2 separate regions of the Anas platyrhynchos genome follow, and region 2 is linked to region 1. The links are chromatin contacts, called in public Hi-C maps. All regions are on one chromosome and are shown on one strand. The core of a region is the stretch at or near the end of the contact, and the rest is flanking DNA. Distances in the headings are between cores, read along the strand shown.

Region 1 (4,280 bases), core at 605-3,104:
TTAGCATAAGTACATGGTAACATTTTTATTTCACTGGAAAGAACAGTACAATGCATTAAATTTAGCTTACATTTTTATTTGTGGAAAATGCACACGTAACATGGTGAAACAGTAATTTGAAAAGTAAAATTGATGCTTGAGCTACACATAAACATTTTAAATTCAGTTACTCATTTGTTATTCATTCAATTATTCATAAAGCAATTGGTGTTAGTAAGAACTCCAGTAAGGATCTTAATTGTCATGGTACAGAAAAAGAAAAGAAAGAAGAAAACAAAAAAACAAACAAACAACAAAAAAAAAGAAACTAGAATTACCTCAACTGGTATCTCTATGGTTAGTTTAAGACCTTTTAAAATGAAATGTCATAGGTAGCACTCATCTGTATTAGCTCACAATTTGAGCATCAGCTAGTTCTAAATTTAATGGTGAATGTCAGCTAGAACCAAGTTGCATAAATTTCCAGGAACTTGAAATAAAATGCTGTTATTCACGCTGAGATGGATAACCCTTTTAAGTATGTATTTCATAAAGAAGTACATCTGGAAACAGACAACCAAGACCCTGAATTATCTTGCTGTCTCTGGTAGTTTATAGGGATTGCACCTCAAGTGGTGTGATGTATTTCAAATGTCTGCATCCAGGCCACAAAACTGCAAAAAGATGTATGCAATTCACTCCAGATGGAGTGCGTGTCAGGGGCACACAGGCTGCAGGTCAGTAAGGCAGGGAAGGCACAGAAATACTAGTCTCAAATTCCCAACCATCAGCAATGTTCTCCCAGCTTGCAACTTCAGTAATTCTAATCTAGTGATTAGAAAAGGCAAAGATAAACTTTTTTTTTTTTTTTTTTTTTTTTTTTTTTTTTTTTTTTTTGAGCATGCAAGCAGTGACATGTATTATAGCTGGTAGTTATTTAGCTCAGCAGTCTGAAAAATCAGGATCCTTTCTTAAACTAACAGAATGGCTTCTGTTGCAGATCATCAGGTGTGTAAATTCTGGTAAGAACAGCTCTCTTGGTAAAACTGCCTGTTGTCTTATTTTGATGTTCATGTTGTCTCATTTGGAGTTCATTCAGGTTTCTTACACCCTTTCTACAGAAAGATGTGTCATTCTCAGAGGAACCCAAATCCAGCCTTGGCACTTAGTAAGATGAACTGAAAGCTTATCTCCTCTCAGGCAGGCTGCCACTGTTTAACAGGCTAAAACCTGGCCCAGGCAGACTGCACTGAGGTGCAGGCTGCCTTCTGCAGTCAGACGCCTTATTTACAAGTGATTGTTTATTTAGTAGAGTTCCACTGAGTAGCTAATGCTCCAACGAAGCTCCTTACAGTAGCACACGTTCTCTCCCTTCAAGCCCTAGCAACTGGGCTTCAATGCACCAAAAAATTGTGAAATTCAGTACAATTTTTTGGAGGGCAGTCTTCAGAGAAAAGCGTGGAGTTGTGGGGAGCGGCTGACTGGAGGTTTATGTGTTACTTGAAAGTTGGAGTAGACTGGGAGAGCATTATTTTCTCTGCCTTGTGATTGCCTGGCTTGTAGGCTGCCTAACATACTGATAGCATGGAAACTGCAGCTGGCACTAAGTGGGAAGGCACTCCCAGAGCAGCGATCTTCCTTCACGTGGCAGAGAGCAGCGAAAACCATCACCCTGCCCAACGCGCTTCATCTCCACAAGACACATTCCTCCCCGAGCCCCCGGCTGCTGCGGGCAGGCTCCCCCATCCCCTCTCTGCGCCACCACAGCCTGCGGGAGGCTGCCCAAGATGGCGGCGGCGCCTCAGCGCCCCGCGCCGCTTGGCGCCTCCCCGCCCGGCGGCGCGCGGCCTGCCGGGACGCACCGGGCGCTGCCTTCCCAGCCTGCCCCGCGGCACCGCCGCTTTCCGGTGCGGCCTCCCCGGCGGCGGCGGCGGCGGCGCTGTCCCGGCCGGGCCCGTCCCGTCCTGTCCCGGTCTTTTTCCCTTCCCTTCCCCTTTCCTTCCCCCTTCCCCGCCCGCCATGCCCCCCAAGAAGCAGCAGCAGCCGGCGGGGGGCAGCAAGAAGGCGGACCAGAAGAAGAAGGAGAAGATCATCGAGGTGAGGCCGGGCCCGACAGCGCCGCGGGGGGGGGGGGGGGGGGGTTCTGGTGTCGTTGCTGGGTCCGGCTGTGTGGGGTAATTCCACTTTTATGTCGGGTAATTAAAAAAAAAGAAAAAAAGCTATCAAATCAAAGGCACAGATAGGTTTTAAGTGCGGTATTTCAGCTACAAACAGCAATTGCTGTTTCAGATCCGTGTGTGAAACAGAGCCATCCTTTTTCTTTTAATGAAAACTTTAACAGGTTTGGTATAGAAACTTGTTTCTAGTAGTAAAACTGAAGATGTGGAGGAAGATTTGGCTCAGGCGGTGTAAACAGCAGCTTATTGCAGCGGAGTTTAGGATATACAAACACACGTCTGGACTGGATGTGGGGGAAACACTTAAATAAATCAGTACAAAATACTTGGGGGAAAAAGAGGAAAATGTTTAATGCGGCAGTGTTGACCTGCATGACGTGAAGATCAAAGATTTATGTATGAATACTTGAAGAGGGAAATAGTAGGTGGTTTCAAGCAGATAGAAGGAAAAGACAGTGTTTATGACTATTCAGGTTTTATTTTCCAGTTGTAGCTTGTAATCAAAAAGATCTTGCCTATTTGTCTTGAGGAGTCTTAAAACACTGCGTGCAAACACATGCATTAATATTTGGACGTGATTGGATCTGGGGAGAAAAGCAATAGCTCACAAAACAGCAGTATTTAGTCCTGTCTTTGGAAAAGCGAATTTTAAAGATTGTACAAATGGGGAATGCTGTCCATCTTGTTTCTTCTATTGGTCATGTTGCTAGATGTGCTAAATGGCACTAAATTTGTGTTTAACTAACAGTCTGAGAGGAGTGGCAAGGGTTTTGTTATGTTTTTTTTTTTGGGGGGGGGAGGTATTTTTTTATTTTATTTTGTAATAACGTGAATTTGTTCTAACTATTGGTCAGTCTTAAATAATTTGTGCTCATCTTTTGACTTATAGGACAAAACCTTTGGCTTAAAGAACAAAAAAGGTGCAAAACAACAGAAATTTATCAAGGCTGTGACTCACCAGGTTAAATTTGGTCAGCAAAATCCACGCCAGGTAAGCATTGCATCTGTAACGCTTTTCCTACTGGGTAGTGGAATCATCTTTACCCTACGTACTGATTGTCACATGATACTCGAGTAGAAAACAAGTTCAAATGCTCTTTTTTTTTTTTTCGATTCTCACCTAATCTAAGAAATAGCAAATCACGAAAAATAAAAATAATTCGTATTTAGTTGGGCATTGAGATAAAGTTTGAAACAGTTACAAACTCATGTGCTTGTTGTTCTACCCATGGAAGTACTTACTATAATTTCAAGTGGAAACAAGTCTTACAATTACATGTCTAATTGATAAACTGGTCAGAGAAACTGAAGTTCGGAGCCACTGCTACTACTGCTTTGCTCTTGTTTTGTATCATGAAGTAAAATGTTAGAATGGCTGAGTTACAGTGTTTTGCTTAGTCAGAAAGCACAGATTTCATAGAAATATTACTCCAATGGATGCAAGCCAGGTCTTGCTGCTACAGCGCTAGAGAAGTTAGCTGCTAGGTATTCACACAGCTTCCTGTTAAACGAATAAGCCTACAGAATAATGACATTTGCGGCAGCTAACCTCATGATGTCATAACTGGTGTTGAATTCCTTACATAGCATTAGGATAATCTAATAAATGACAAATGCAACTTTAATGTTGATGCTCATGTCATGAGATGTAAAATTCTTGAAGTGGTAAGGATTATTTGATGTCACTTTGAAAGCATAGATACTACTCAGGCAGTCCTTCTGAAATTTCTCTCTCAAGTCCCTGAATCCTGTAGCACTTACAACAATACTATATGTAAATTAATCAGTCAAAAATAATTTGTTCCTCAAATACTCTTAGCTATTAACTGGTGGATGTTAGAAGCTAGTTTCAGGACAGTTAATGCCTGTCTTATTTTGTAAAATACTTTTCAGTATTTAAATCTGTCAAGATTTAAAAAAAAAAAAAAAAAAAAAAAAAAACAGCTATTTTCATCTTCATGCTTCTGGAATCCTAGGGTGAATCGAAAAAAATAAATAAATAGATGTTTTTGTTTATAAACTACTGGTTATTGTTGAAACATTAATTTGTCAAGTCCATATAGGTTTAAACAAATAGTGTTCCAAAAGTAGTTTGCTACTTCTACAGACAAATACTGTGGCCAT
Region 2 (4,280 bases), core at 536-3,035, 36 kb after region 1:
TTTGTCCTTATTTTGCCCCAAATCATTGGTGAACAGCAGGACTGAAATCGAGTGTGGTCCACCATAAAAAGAGGTTAATAAGAATGTATGAACATGAATTAGTCACGTGCCTAGATCAGGATGTCTCAACATTGCTGTTTTGGAGCTGTATAATCATGAGATTAACTCAGCCTAGGAAATTCTTGCTGGGATAAGTCTCAGTATGTATGGATGCATTTTTTTATTTTTTTGTCCAGGTATGCATTTTTTTTTTTTTTTTAAGGCAGTACTTGAAATAACTTATGGTTACGTATCTTTCCAATTTTATTCCATAAGAGGAGCAAACCTTATTCTGTATTTCAGTGATGCTTTATGTCCTGGATAAAAATTTCAAATACTTTTTCCCTGATATTTGAAGATTAAATCCCAGAGGAATACAGAGTTGAGGATTACTTAGACTGTAGTAGGCTGAAACTTACATTAAGGTTAGAATAGATAATAGGCCAGCCCTGAAGTTATTCAAGTATTTGCTTGTGAATTGTTGATACAGAGAAAATACTGATTTAGGAGAAAGAAAACTACACATTTCAAGGTCAGGAGTGCAAAGTTACCATAGGAAGATATATTGGAAAGAATCCCCAGAACCATCTGATATACTACCGATAATCTGATTTGTTCTTCTTTCTTCTTTCTTTTTGTAGCCACTATCGATGCAGATGGACAGGGATTTTGTCAAGGTGGATTTAGCATTGACTTTACAAAGGTATGTGATTGTTACTTAATTCCTGTGAGTCAGCAAACAGTTGCAGGTTACCAATCACTCCGACGCGGAACGTTTACACGCACTGATGCTATGGAACTTAATGTAAAGCACCATTCCTGGGGGATAAAGAACAAACTTCTTCTAAATTTAAAAACAAAAAGCCAAGCAAACAGGCTGGTAGTGTAACTGCTTCTCTTTACATCTTCACAACAGCGTGCTTCTACCTCTTGTAGGAATCGTGCCATAAGCAAATAATCTACTTTTTCAGCCTGATGCCATAAGCCTCTGCTGCAGCTAGTCCTGAAGTGAAATAAAGTGTAGTGTTCAGGTTTTTTGAGAGCTTATTTTTAAAGGATTGGTGTATGGCTAATTTATTTGCTCAGGAAAAATAACTTACTGCTAAAGTGAATTAGGAAACAATGCTCTTGTGAATGAGGCTTGTTTTTCTCATCTGATATGAGAATTTAACTTTCTTCTTTGTTGTTTTTCTTTTATGTTTGTTCTAGTGTCTGTTCTTCCTCCTTTTTATACTTTTTTTTAATTCACATTTACTTTTAAAATTCAGAATAAAACAGTGCATTACTCTGAGAACTAACTATAGTTTTTTACACTGTACAATTAACTTGTTCAGCATCTTCTGGGCATGTTAAGACCTATTTGTGATGTGGCAATCTTTTGGGTTCTTCACACCTTATAATTGGGTCATATCCCTCCACTCTTTGCCTGAGGACACCCTTGCTTTTCCTTGGGGGAACTGTAGAAAGTACAGGACTGCAAGTGTTTCAGTTATTTCTCCTGAACCCCCTGAAAATGCTTCAGGATTACAGTGCAGACTCTAGTCCGTGTTAAAACAAATGCTGGGCTCTAATCCAACCCCCTATCCGAATGGGCAAGCCTGGTATCTCCAAATCTCTGACCTAGATTGTTCTGAGTGACGAATATGGGAGCTTTTAGATTAAACCAGGATAAGTGACTTAATTATGCAGCAAACCCTATGATTTCAGCCGCCGGATTGAGTAAGTCCTTATGGAGCCAGTTCCCAGCACTGGGGTAGCTAATGTGGTTTGAGTTTCAGAAAAGGGTTTGTGGATTGCAGTTGTACCAAGGAATGTGGAGTTGGGGGAATTACATCACAGCTTTTCTGAATTAAGCCTTTCTAACGATAAGTTGTAGAAACAGGCAAGACAAAAGACGAAACTAGTTTTGTGTCTTGACCATAAAACGTGTTAGTGTTTTATAGCATTGTTAATGTTATCTCCTATTTCTGTTGTCTTAGATAATGTGGGTAGAAGGGTCTACTCAAATAAAAGCAAAATTCTGCCGATAATTTTAGATGGGTGGTGAGTCACAGAAGAGGTATTTTTTCTTATCTTAGCATTTTCCAAGATACATTTCTAACTAGGTTCAGTCATTCCTTCAAAAACATAATGTCTTGATGTGAAGATTCCCTTTTCCTTTTTTCTTTCTCCCAAGGGAGACAGAGTGCTACTTGGAGGACCTGGAAGTTTTTACTGGCAAGGTAAGATATATTATTGGTGTTGCAGAAGAGACTGACCTCATTAATTTTCTCCATCTTTGTATTTCTTTGTGTTCACTTTGCTCCAAACACTGTCAACTCTGTTAGTAAGAAAACCAACAAAAATAATTTTGCTCATCCGTCGAAGTATTTCCTGAATCATGGGAACCACAGATTAAAGCCAAAGTAGTAACTGTATAGATGTCTTTTGCCTTTTAAATAGCTCCATGACAATTTTAAAGGCATTTTCCTGAGAATGCAGAATTTGCGTTTGCACTAGCTGGATACATTTATTTTAGGATGCTTTGCTGCTTTTTTCTAAACCTGCTATTTTTGTATTTTCTTACACACTTACCAAGTATGTATTTTCAATGAGAAACATACCCTGCAAATAAAACTATTATTTTAATTTCAAGGCCAAGATGTATTGAATTTGTTTGACTGATCTGTTTGTGCTACGGCGCACATCCCCTGCACTGCTCTGTTTCCACAGAACATTTCCTATACGTTTTGCTAACATGGTCTTCACTGCATGTTTGCAGGATCATTCAATGTTTACCCATACCTGTCAGTTGAGATGGTGCTGCTACAACCAGGACAGCTGCCAAGCTCTGTTGCCTGGCTTGTTTTTTTTTTTTTTTAATGTAAATACCAATGCTTTATGAAGGATTTTCTGTTTCAAACTCTGAACAAAATGAAATGATTGAAAATCAACTGCAAATACAGGATAATATAGGTTGGTTTTAGATTGATTTTACTACTTTTGGGCACAAGTGCTAGCTAATCTGCTGAAACAAATTTATTCTCTTCTGTTAACTACACACAAAAGAATCTCAGCTCTGAATAGAAGATGGTAACAGCATACTTGTAAAAATTTTTCACCCCAAGTTTTTATTCTGTATTGTGGTATGCTAGACTTGTTGCCCCATGCTTCATAAACGTCTGGGGAATATGCATGTGAACTCAGTGCTCTTCTGAAAAAAAACACGTTTTGTGGTTTAAACTCAAAGAAACAATGTTGTGAAGTCACCATCTAGTGGCTAGTGAAATGAAAACAGGGAGAAGGCAGGAATATAATATGCTGTGCTTATTAGCTTGTCCGCTTTATTATGCTTTCAAGTTATATTTAGACAAGGATTGACTCAGCATAAGCTTATGCTTACTGTTACCTAACCGAGCAGTCCCATTCAAGTCCCAGCTTACATGTAGGAGCCATGCCTATTTTCAGTGAGAACTGTTCATGTGCTTGTGATTAAATATGTGCATAAAACTTTGCCGAAGCAGGATCCTGACTGCCGCTTTTATCCTTTCTAGTACTGCTGCTTTTGGTTCTTTTCTGGTCAGTATTATGAAGAGTTGTTGCTTTAGAGGCAAGCATTCTGTAAATGTCTTTTTTTTACTGAATGAATGCATGTGCATTTACCTGTTTGCTTAAGCTGTTTTCTTTCTCTTTAGGCCAACTTATTTCTGACCGAGTGACAGAAATTGTGGCTAAATATGACTCCAAAGTCTACAGTATAAAATACGATGACCAGTTAGCAACCAGACCTGCTAGTGCTGCTTTTGATGACAGTTATCTTGGTGCGTAACTTGAAAAGGAAGAAAACCTGTCTGTACTTGAAAAACCCTCTTCTGCTATTCTTAACGTTTGACAGATAACTAAAGAGCTGAAAACGCAGTAATTTGTGTGACCAATACTTAGTTATCTTGCCATAACCCTGATTCAAAAACCAGATGATGACAGAAGAAATGGGAATATTTCAAAAAAAATTTCTCTGTAATTCAGGCCTAGTATAAATCATCAGGTATGATTTTTACACGATATATCACTCACATAGCTATTAATTTTAGAAAAACAGCTGTTTCTAAATCATCTACCAAAATAAATATGGGAAATAATCATGATTGGGAATAAAACTAATAAAAAGACTTTCTTAGACAGTTAGGAAATTGCCATTTAGCCTTATGCTTGTCTCAGTGGGTTCAGAAAAAAGCAAGGGTGGACCAGGATATTTTCTAGGG

The links. A called contact is a pair of places that touch in the nucleus more often than the background predicts.
Region 2: a contact with region 1 is called in a Hi-C map of subcutaneous adipose tissue, with 4 times the contacts expected there. The contact joins the enhancer-like site here to the promoter of ZC3H15 in region 1. A contact is called at or near these places in 5 of 8 Hi-C or Micro-C datasets (F1 follicle, F5 follicle, liver and 2 more).

What each region holds. Positions count from the first base shown.
Region 1 is chr7:34,702,145-34,706,424 of IASCAAS_PekinDuck_T2T, forward strand. It overlaps ZC3H15 (zinc finger CCCH-type containing 15), which reads left to right and starts at 1,855. Exons shown (of 10, transcript XM_005030717.6): 1 at 1,855-2,076; 2 at 3,046-3,147. The coding sequence starts at 1,999.
Region 2 is chr7:34,737,791-34,742,070 of IASCAAS_PekinDuck_T2T, forward strand. ITGAV (integrin subunit alpha V) reads left to right here. Exons shown (of 30, transcript XM_038181953.2): 5 at 681-742; 6 at 2,216-2,261; 7 at 3,714-3,839. Among named protein-coding and RNA genes, the nearest start is that of ITGAV, 18 kb to the left of the region's middle. Within about 2 kb of position 1,786, at least 5 of the 8 cell types and tissues checked have an H3K27ac peak or open chromatin away from gene starts, as enhancers often do. A contact at or near this core is called in subcutaneous adipose tissue, where this site is marked.